Regions from separate parts of the Mus musculus genome. Here region 2 is linked to region 1. The links are chromatin contacts, called in public HiChIP or PLAC-seq maps. All regions are on one chromosome and are shown on one strand. Each heading gives the region's core, a stretch centred on a gene start, on an enhancer-like site or on the middle of the called end of the contact. The rest is flanking DNA. Distances are from core to core; before and after follow the strand shown. Region 1 overlaps Csnk1e (casein kinase 1, epsilon). Region 2 overlaps Npcd (neuronal pentraxin chromo domain).

Evidence for each region. HiChIP or PLAC-seq counts read pairs in DNA pulled down with a chosen protein or histone mark.
Region 2: a FOXA1 HiChIP or PLAC-seq map of pancreatic cancer cells shows a contact between it and region 1. The contact joins two enhancer-like sites. A contact is called at or near these places in 1 of 115 datasets of contacts at active chromatin or transcription factors (pancreatic cancer cells) and 1 of 9 other capture datasets (liver).

What each region holds. Positions count from the first base shown.
Region 1 is chr15:79,433,674-79,437,456 of GRCm38.p6, reverse strand. The region is part of intron 2 of Csnk1e (casein kinase 1, epsilon); the gene reads left to right. Among named protein-coding and RNA genes, the nearest start is that of Csnk1e, 6.5 kb to the left of the region's middle. Within about 2 kb of position 2,191, at least 112 of the 459 cell types and tissues checked have an H3K27ac peak or open chromatin away from gene starts, as enhancers often do. A contact at or near this core is called in pancreatic cancer cells, where this site is marked.
Region 2 is chr15:79,812,280-79,816,062 of GRCm38.p6, reverse strand. All of the region lies in intron 5 of Npcd (neuronal pentraxin chromo domain), which reads left to right. Among named protein-coding and RNA genes, the nearest start is that of Nptxr, 9.5 kb to the right of the region's middle. Within about 2 kb of position 2,187, at least 25 of the 459 cell types and tissues checked have an H3K27ac peak or open chromatin away from gene starts, as enhancers often do. A contact at or near this core is called in pancreatic cancer cells, where this site is marked.

The DNA of each region.
Region 1 (3,783 bases), core at 942-3,441:
TGGGGTGTGGTGGTGTGTGCCTGCAGATGGAGCTACTCGGGAGGCTGAGGCAGGAGGATTGCTCAAGCCCAGGAGTTAATGGCTAAGTCATTGTAAAGTAGTGGGATAACTGTTCAAAGAATAAGTTTCAAGAAATCACAGTGCCTCTGGGTCCTGTCATTCCTTTCAGTAGGAGCTAATGTAAGGAATTTTGGGTCTGCTCCTCAACCCCACCCGGGGGCCCAGAATGTGGCCTGTCCACAGTGGATATCCAGTGAAGGCTTGAGAAGCAAATAGCAAGGAAATGGGGGCGTCGTAGCCTGTAAAGACCTCTGTGTGGTAGGGAAGGAGAGAGGAGGGACTTGGGAACTGGGTGGGCCAGTTTCTGCTTCTCAGTGCTCCTAAGTTACCTGAGCTATCCTGTCTCTTTATCTGAGCCTAGCACAAGTGTAAGGAATGTGTGTGTGTGTGTGTGTGAGCGCGAATGTGTGCGCATCTCTCAGGCACCTGTCTGAAAGAACACCCAGTGCTGGCCCCTCTTCTGCAGAAGGGATCCGAAAGCTTGCAGAAGGAGAGGCACAGCCCAAGGTCACTCACCGAGGCCAGTGTCCCTTGTTCCTGAGGTCTGCCTCCCTAGGGGGAGGACTTCCTGTTTATCTGTGGTCTCTATGATGCTAATTCCCTGGTGCAGATTTACTCCAGTTTGTGTCAGCTCTGGAATGAATTGACCCTGGGTCTTTCCTTTTGCTGGCTGGAAGCTCTGGTTCCCTGCCAGCCTTGACTTCCCCATCCCCAGCGTTGTGAGTAGGGCTGCCCGCCCTGCGTGAACCCCTTGCCTTGCCTGTGTGGGAACAGAGGTGATGGAAGGTCCCTCTGTGACCGGCCTCGCTGGCACACTTTGTTCAGAGTGCCGGCCACATTCTCATCATGGTGTTGGGCCAGGGCCTGACTCCAGATGGCCTCTACAGGTGGGGCCAGGCTGGGCTTCCACATCTAGCTTTCCAGGACTGACCTCGAGGAAGTCTTGGAATGAGAGCTTTGTGGAGTGGTTGTGAGCCCCTCAGCCCACCTTCCTGTCCCTCTGTCTCCCTCCCTTTAGGGTCTAAGGTGCATCCTGCAAGAGCTCTTTAGATCTGTTCAAATGGAGGGAGCCTCTGAGCTTCAACCCTACCAGGGGTAGGGAGCGGGTGGTTATAGAGATGATCTTTAGTTTGTTTGAGACAGGGTCTCACTGAGTAGTCCTGGCTGGCCTGGAACTCACTCTATAGACCAGGGTGGCCTTGAATTCAGAGATCCAACTGTCTCTGCCTCCCCTGTTCTGGGATTAAAGGTGTGTGTTACCATGCACAGACTTCACTTTCGATATGGATGTCAAAGTTGCTGCTGCTCTTGGTGCTAGGGTGGATGGGCTCAGCACAGCCCTTCCCGAGTCTCTGTTCTGCATAGGTGGCCACAGCTAGCCAAAGGGGCTGCTCACCCCCTCCCTCTCTCCCTGTAGCTCCTCTCTAGGTTTCTAGACCCATCTGGAGCCAACCAGCCTCACACTTTCTCCATGTTCAACACTGTTTTGGGGACCAGTCGGCTCCTCCATTTTGGTGCAGTGTGGAACTGTGGGCCAAGAAGCAGGCCATTCTTTCTAGCTTCCAAGCCCATGCATATGTCACCCCCTCCTCGAGGCACCCACACCTGCCGTTTGCCTCTGTGGTTGCCCTTTTCTCTGTCACCCCCCACAGAAGGTGGACAGAGCTTCGGGACGACCCTAGCAGACCCAGTGTGGCCTGCAGCCTACGTTAATAGTGCGCTTGGGAACTGGAAGGGAGGAAGCGACAGAGGCGTTGGGAGACGGTTGTAATCCTGGCTCTGCTCCAGCCAGTTCTGTCTGGCCCAGGCCAGCCTCTTAGCCTCACTGCACCTTTTCTTAGTGCTTGGCAGGATTAGGGGAAGTCAGAGAAAGGCTGGCTACCTCCTGATAGATAGTAATCAGACTGCCAAAAGCCAGCTGGTGTGGCAGTGGGTGGAGACGGAGCAGTGGCCCTTGTCTGGGGGTCAGAAGGCTTTGACTAATCACTTAGGTCCCAGGCCGCTGGCTTGGGAAGTTGTGTGGCATATGGTCATCCCACCTTTGTGTTGGGTTTTCCCTGTGTCAAATAGAGACTGCCTGTAACACTGGCAGAGTGGCCTCAGTTCAAAGGAATGAAGAGCCCCGCCTCTGCTCCCTGTGTCTGCTGAGTCATCAGTGACCCTAGGGGTCATCCCTGCCCTCTGCCTGGCCGTGGCACCCTGCTGTGGCCACCCAGGCTTTCCTTTACTTTCCAAGTCCCCTCCATGCCTTTCTTACACACTGTTGATTGGGGGGGGGGGCTTTTGTCTCTGGGAGGGCATTTGGCAAGTTCTGAAGACATTTCTGGTTATGACAACATGAGGTGGGTGGTTGCGCCCATGGCGTCCAGTGGGTAGAGGTCAAGGATGTTGTCAGACCCCGGACAGTTCAGAAAGAGTTGAACCTCAGATAAGCCAGGGCGGTCAGGGACTGAGAACTCCGTCACCACATCACATCATTCCATCTCTGGCTGGGACAGGTCACTCGTCGGCTCTCCCAGTGGACTGCTCGCAGTGCGCTGGGGTTCTGCTGAGCTCCCCTCTGTCATGAACAGCCCCAGAAGCTAAGCTCAGCTAGCAGTTTGCAGCAGTCATCTGGCCTCAAAAGTAGGAGATCAGAGCCATCTCTAATGGAGAGGGATTGAGGAAAACTCCCAGCATCAACGCTGGCTTCTGTATAGATGTATACATAAGTGCACGTACATATACACACAATGACGATGACGCCTCCGCCATCGATGTCCCATGGCTAGGAGATGGTAGGATCAGCAGCTTGGCTCTATAGCAGACAGGCTCATGGTATACAGCCAGATTGGCTTCAAACTCACTGTCCTCCAGTCTCAGCCTCCAAAGTGCTGGGATTATAAGTGTCACAGTCACACTCACTGCATTCTCCTGCTTTTGATGCCCATGGCAAGGGAGGGAACCACAGGACTCCAGGTCACTCTAGGTCCTTTTTTGTGCCATATCCTATGAGCCCCCCAGATGGATCGATGATTGTCGATGTGTTCAAAGCATGGGAGCTGGGAGGAAAATGAAGGGCTTGCCCCACAAACCTGAGTGCCTGGGCAAGCCTGTGCCCTGCTCACACATAGCTTTTAAAAAAAAAGAAGCTGGGCCTGGAGCCTCAAACTTGTAATCCCAGCATTGGGGATGCAGAGGCAGAGATGGGACCCCTGGGGCCTGCTGACCAGTCAGTCTAGCTGATTGGACAAGCTCCAAGTTCAGTGAGAGACCCTGTCTCCAAAGATTTACTCTTTATTTTGTGTGTGGGTGTGTCTTGCCTGCCCGTGTGCCATGCACTGTGTGTGTGTGTGCTGTGCTTGTGTTAGATCTCCTAGAACTGAAGTTTCCGGTGGTTGCGAGCTGCCACATGGGTGCTGGGAACCAAACCAGGGGCTTCTGGAAGAGCAGCTGAGCCATCTTTCTGGCCTCTGTCTTAAAAAATGAGGCAGAGAGTAGTTGAGGAAAACTTTCCAACATCTCTGGTGCATGTGTGTGCGCGCGCGCACACACACACACACACACACACACACACACACACACACACACTAATAATAGTAATAATAAACTTTTTTGTTTGTTTGTTTTATTTGTTTTCGAGACAGGGTTTCTCTGTATAGCCCTGGCTGTCCTGGAACTTACTCTGTAGACCAGGCTAGCCTTGAACTCAGAAATCTGCCTGCCTCTGCCTCCCAAGTGCTG
Region 2 (3,783 bases), core at 938-3,437, 380 kb before region 1:
GCCATCTCAGTGGGACAGTGAGATCTGAGGACAGCCATCACAAAGCCTAAGAGAAGGCAACCCATCCAGGAGCTCCACATCGGGTCCCAATTAATGCTTGATGGCACTGGGTCCCCTCCTGTCCCTCAGCTGGGAGATGGCCTTCATTAGAGAAACCTGGGACCAAAGTCTTTTCTGCCTTTCCCAAAGGCTTTGTGAGCTCAGAGAATGACAAAGGCCTGTGCCTTCATTTACAATGATGGCCGGTGGTCACGGTCAGTTACCACAGCAGGGGCTTTTATGAGTAAATGGGCCTGGGGAATGATTGGCAGAGCAGAGGGCCCATGGCAGCAGGACAGGCTAGGTGGCAGGGGTTCTGTGTTCTGGGAAATAATGACACCCCCTACCATGTCCTCTGGTCACTCTTGCTTCATGGTCTAAAATGGAGCCACGAGGAACAGCCTTTGGGGGTAGACTTGGCATCTCAGCTGTTCTCTGTCATGACAGAGGATATGGCTGTGTGCAAGGAACCAAGATACACTTTGGAAGGGCAAGCATACCTCGGTCCCCGATGGAGGTTCATAAACACCATTGTCACCCCTCTGGCTCTCTTGGGGACCTCTGCCACTCTCAGTCTTGCTTTTAGAGCAATGGTGCCTCGGCAGGTGACTTGCTATTCTGAATACCTCACAGTGTTCCTCTTTCCTGCTTTTCAAACCCAGGCACCATTAAGAGCCGTGTTCAGAACTCATGTGGCTTGAGGGGAATCTGCTGGTCACCTACCATCAGGTCTCAGTGTTCCTTTACCTTGAAGGAAAACAGGTCGCCCAGGCAAACTGCGTTATCTGGGAGGGTGGAAAGTGGCCGTGGCTAAGAAGACACACCTTCCACATCTATGTTCAGATGTGGCTGCTCCTGGCATCTGGTTTGATGTCCCAGCTTCTTGGGCACCACCAGTTAACACTGCCCAACACCAGCACAAACAGCTTGAAGATAGTAGAGAAACAGGCTGGAGTCCCTGCCCTCTGTCACCTCAGCCAGGCTGGGCCTGGCCATGCTTTGTTCTTAACCTGGAATAAGGGGGCAGGGCTTCCTCCTTAAAGATGGCAAACATGGGCGGAGCAGAGTTCATAAGCATTGACCTAATAAGTTGAACTACCCAGCACACTGCTTCTTTGACACCCAGAGAAGTCCCAGCTCCTGCCAGACAGATTCCTGAGAGATAGCCCCAAACCCAGCCCCAGCCAGCCCTACTAAACCATCTGTCCTGCCACAACAGAGTCCCTGGAGCCAGACTGCCTAGCTGTGTGGGACCCATGACATATCTCTTGCCTGTTAGGTGTCTTCATTTCCCCCATCTACAAAATGGAGATAGCTCACTCTGTGAAGTGCCTGCCTCGAAAGTATGTTCACCAACACCCCCAACACCTACAAAAAGCCAGGCATGGTGGCACATGACTGTAACCCCGGGTCTGTGCTGGGGCAATGGCAGAGAGAGGCAGGTCCCTGCAGTTTATTGGCCAGCTGGCCTTGCTGATTTTCCAAGCTCCAGGGTCAGTGAGAGACCCTGTATCAAAACACGAAAGCGGAGCAAGCTGGCTCAGCGGGTTAAGGCAGTAGCTGGCAAGCTAGACAGCCTGAGTTTGATCCCCGGGCTCCTCATGGGGGAAAGGACAGAACCAACTCCTGCAAGTTGTCCTTTGACTATGTACACATGTGCACACACAAATAAATGGATGTAATTTACAAACAAATAGATAAAAGTGGCGAACAGTCCAGGAGACACCAGATGATGGTGACTGGCTTCCGCGCACATACACACAACTGCACACATGTGCACACTAACAGGTATGCATCCCCTCCCCATAAACAGAACACAGTAGGAAAGCACACTGACGGCCCTTTCTTCATGGGGTTGCTGGGAGCCAGACTCTGACTGTGCACTTGAGTCTTCCATTAATCCCATGGTGCAGCCGTTGAAGCTGGAGAGAGGTTGAGCCACCTGCTCTGGTGGTGACAGCCTTATTAAGTTGTACAGCTGGGATGAATGTCAAAAGGCTTACTTCAGAGCGCTGGCTCTCAAATCCTCTGTTCTACCTCAATTCGAGCCCCTGGGGTCCCACATTCAAAATCTAGCTCCCCACCACATGTGGTCCCCCAAGGCTATGTGACTCACCCCCTTTCCCTAGGAAGCCCAAACCTTATTCCTGCCTGTGACTCACTCCTTCCCAGCCAGCCACGAGCCATGAGCGGCTGTGACTAAGTGACCCCTGCATGGAAATGTCACTCTGATCTATCATTTCCTCTGCAACCTGCTGCCCCCTTCCAGTCCAGACCTCCCGTGGATGTCCTGTGCCTGTTCGAGAGTGTAGACTCCCATGGGGCAGGGCAAAATATGCTTACTTCTCATGCCTTGACTCCACGTGGCTACAGAGCTAAGGGGCCATAGATGAGGTGGGAGGTTAGTGGGGTGGTGCCTTCTTAGGGACAGCTAATGTCACCGTTTTTTCCAAACCCTAACTCCCAGGAAGAACCGAGTGCATGGCAGGGGTTGATGGAAATTTGGAAGCGAGGGAACATGGCTGAAATGTTTTGTCCCTCGAGTCAGGGATGGGTTCCTTAGGGCTCAACTGAGACTCCCAATATTTGGGGGTCACTAAGGAAAATGTGTTTTCGGGCCCCAAGGTGAACCCTGGAGAACATGGCTGGTTCGAGGCTGGAGAGATGGCTTAGTGATGGAGGTTAACTGCTTTTGCAAAGGACCCTGGTTCAGTTCCCAGCACTCACCTGGTGGTTCACAATGGTCTGTAACTCCCATTCCAGCAGATCTGATGCCCTCTTGCGGTCTCCATGCAAGGACACTGTATGCATGTAGTGCATATAAATTGACATAGGCACACGTGTATACATAAATCTAAATTAAAAAGACTTTTGGTTTTTCAAGACAGGGTTTCTCTGTGTAGCTTTGGCTGTCCTGGAACTCACTCTGTAGACCAGGCTGGCCTTAAACTCCGAAATCCACCTGCCTCTGCCACTCTGGAGAATCAAGCCAGATGGCATTCCCCATCCACCCTCCCCCTGACCCCAAACTCCTATGCTGGAGAATGCAGAGGCCACTGGTGAAGGGCAGGGCAGTTTGTAAGGGGAGCAGCCCTGAGCCCACACAAGTCAGTCTCTCCCTCTCCCTCTCCCTCTCCCTCTCCCTCTCCCTCTCCCTCTCCCTCTCCCTCTCCCTCTCCCTCTCCCTCTCCCTCTCCCTCTCCCTCTCCCTCTCCCTCTCCCTCTCCCTCTCCCTCTCCCTCTCCCTCTCCCTCTCCCTCTCCCTCTCCCTCTCCCTCTCCCTCTCCCTCTCCCTCTCCCTCTCCCTCTCCTTCTTCTCCATCTCCCTCCCCCTCTCCTTCTTCTCCATCTTCCTCTCCCTCTCCTTCTCCATCTTCCTCTCCCTCTCTCTCTCCTTCTCCATCTTCCTCTCTCTCTCCTTCTCCATCTTCCTCTCCCTCCCCCTTTCTCCCCTGTCTCAAAAGAAGGTAGAGACCATCTTAGTAAAACCCAGAGGACACAAACACATTGAGATTGCATCATCAGTGGGAAAGATGGGTAAACTGACTGGCCTAAAGAGGTAGCCACTGAGCAAGAATGAAGCCATTGGTGCCTACCATGGTCTAGCGCAGGTCTTCATGGGTGTCTAAAGATACTCTTTTGTTTTGTTGAGAAAGGGTATCACTATGTAACTCTGTCTGGCCTGGAATTCACTGTGTAAACCAGACTGGCCTCGAACTCACAGATAGTTACCTGACTCTGCCT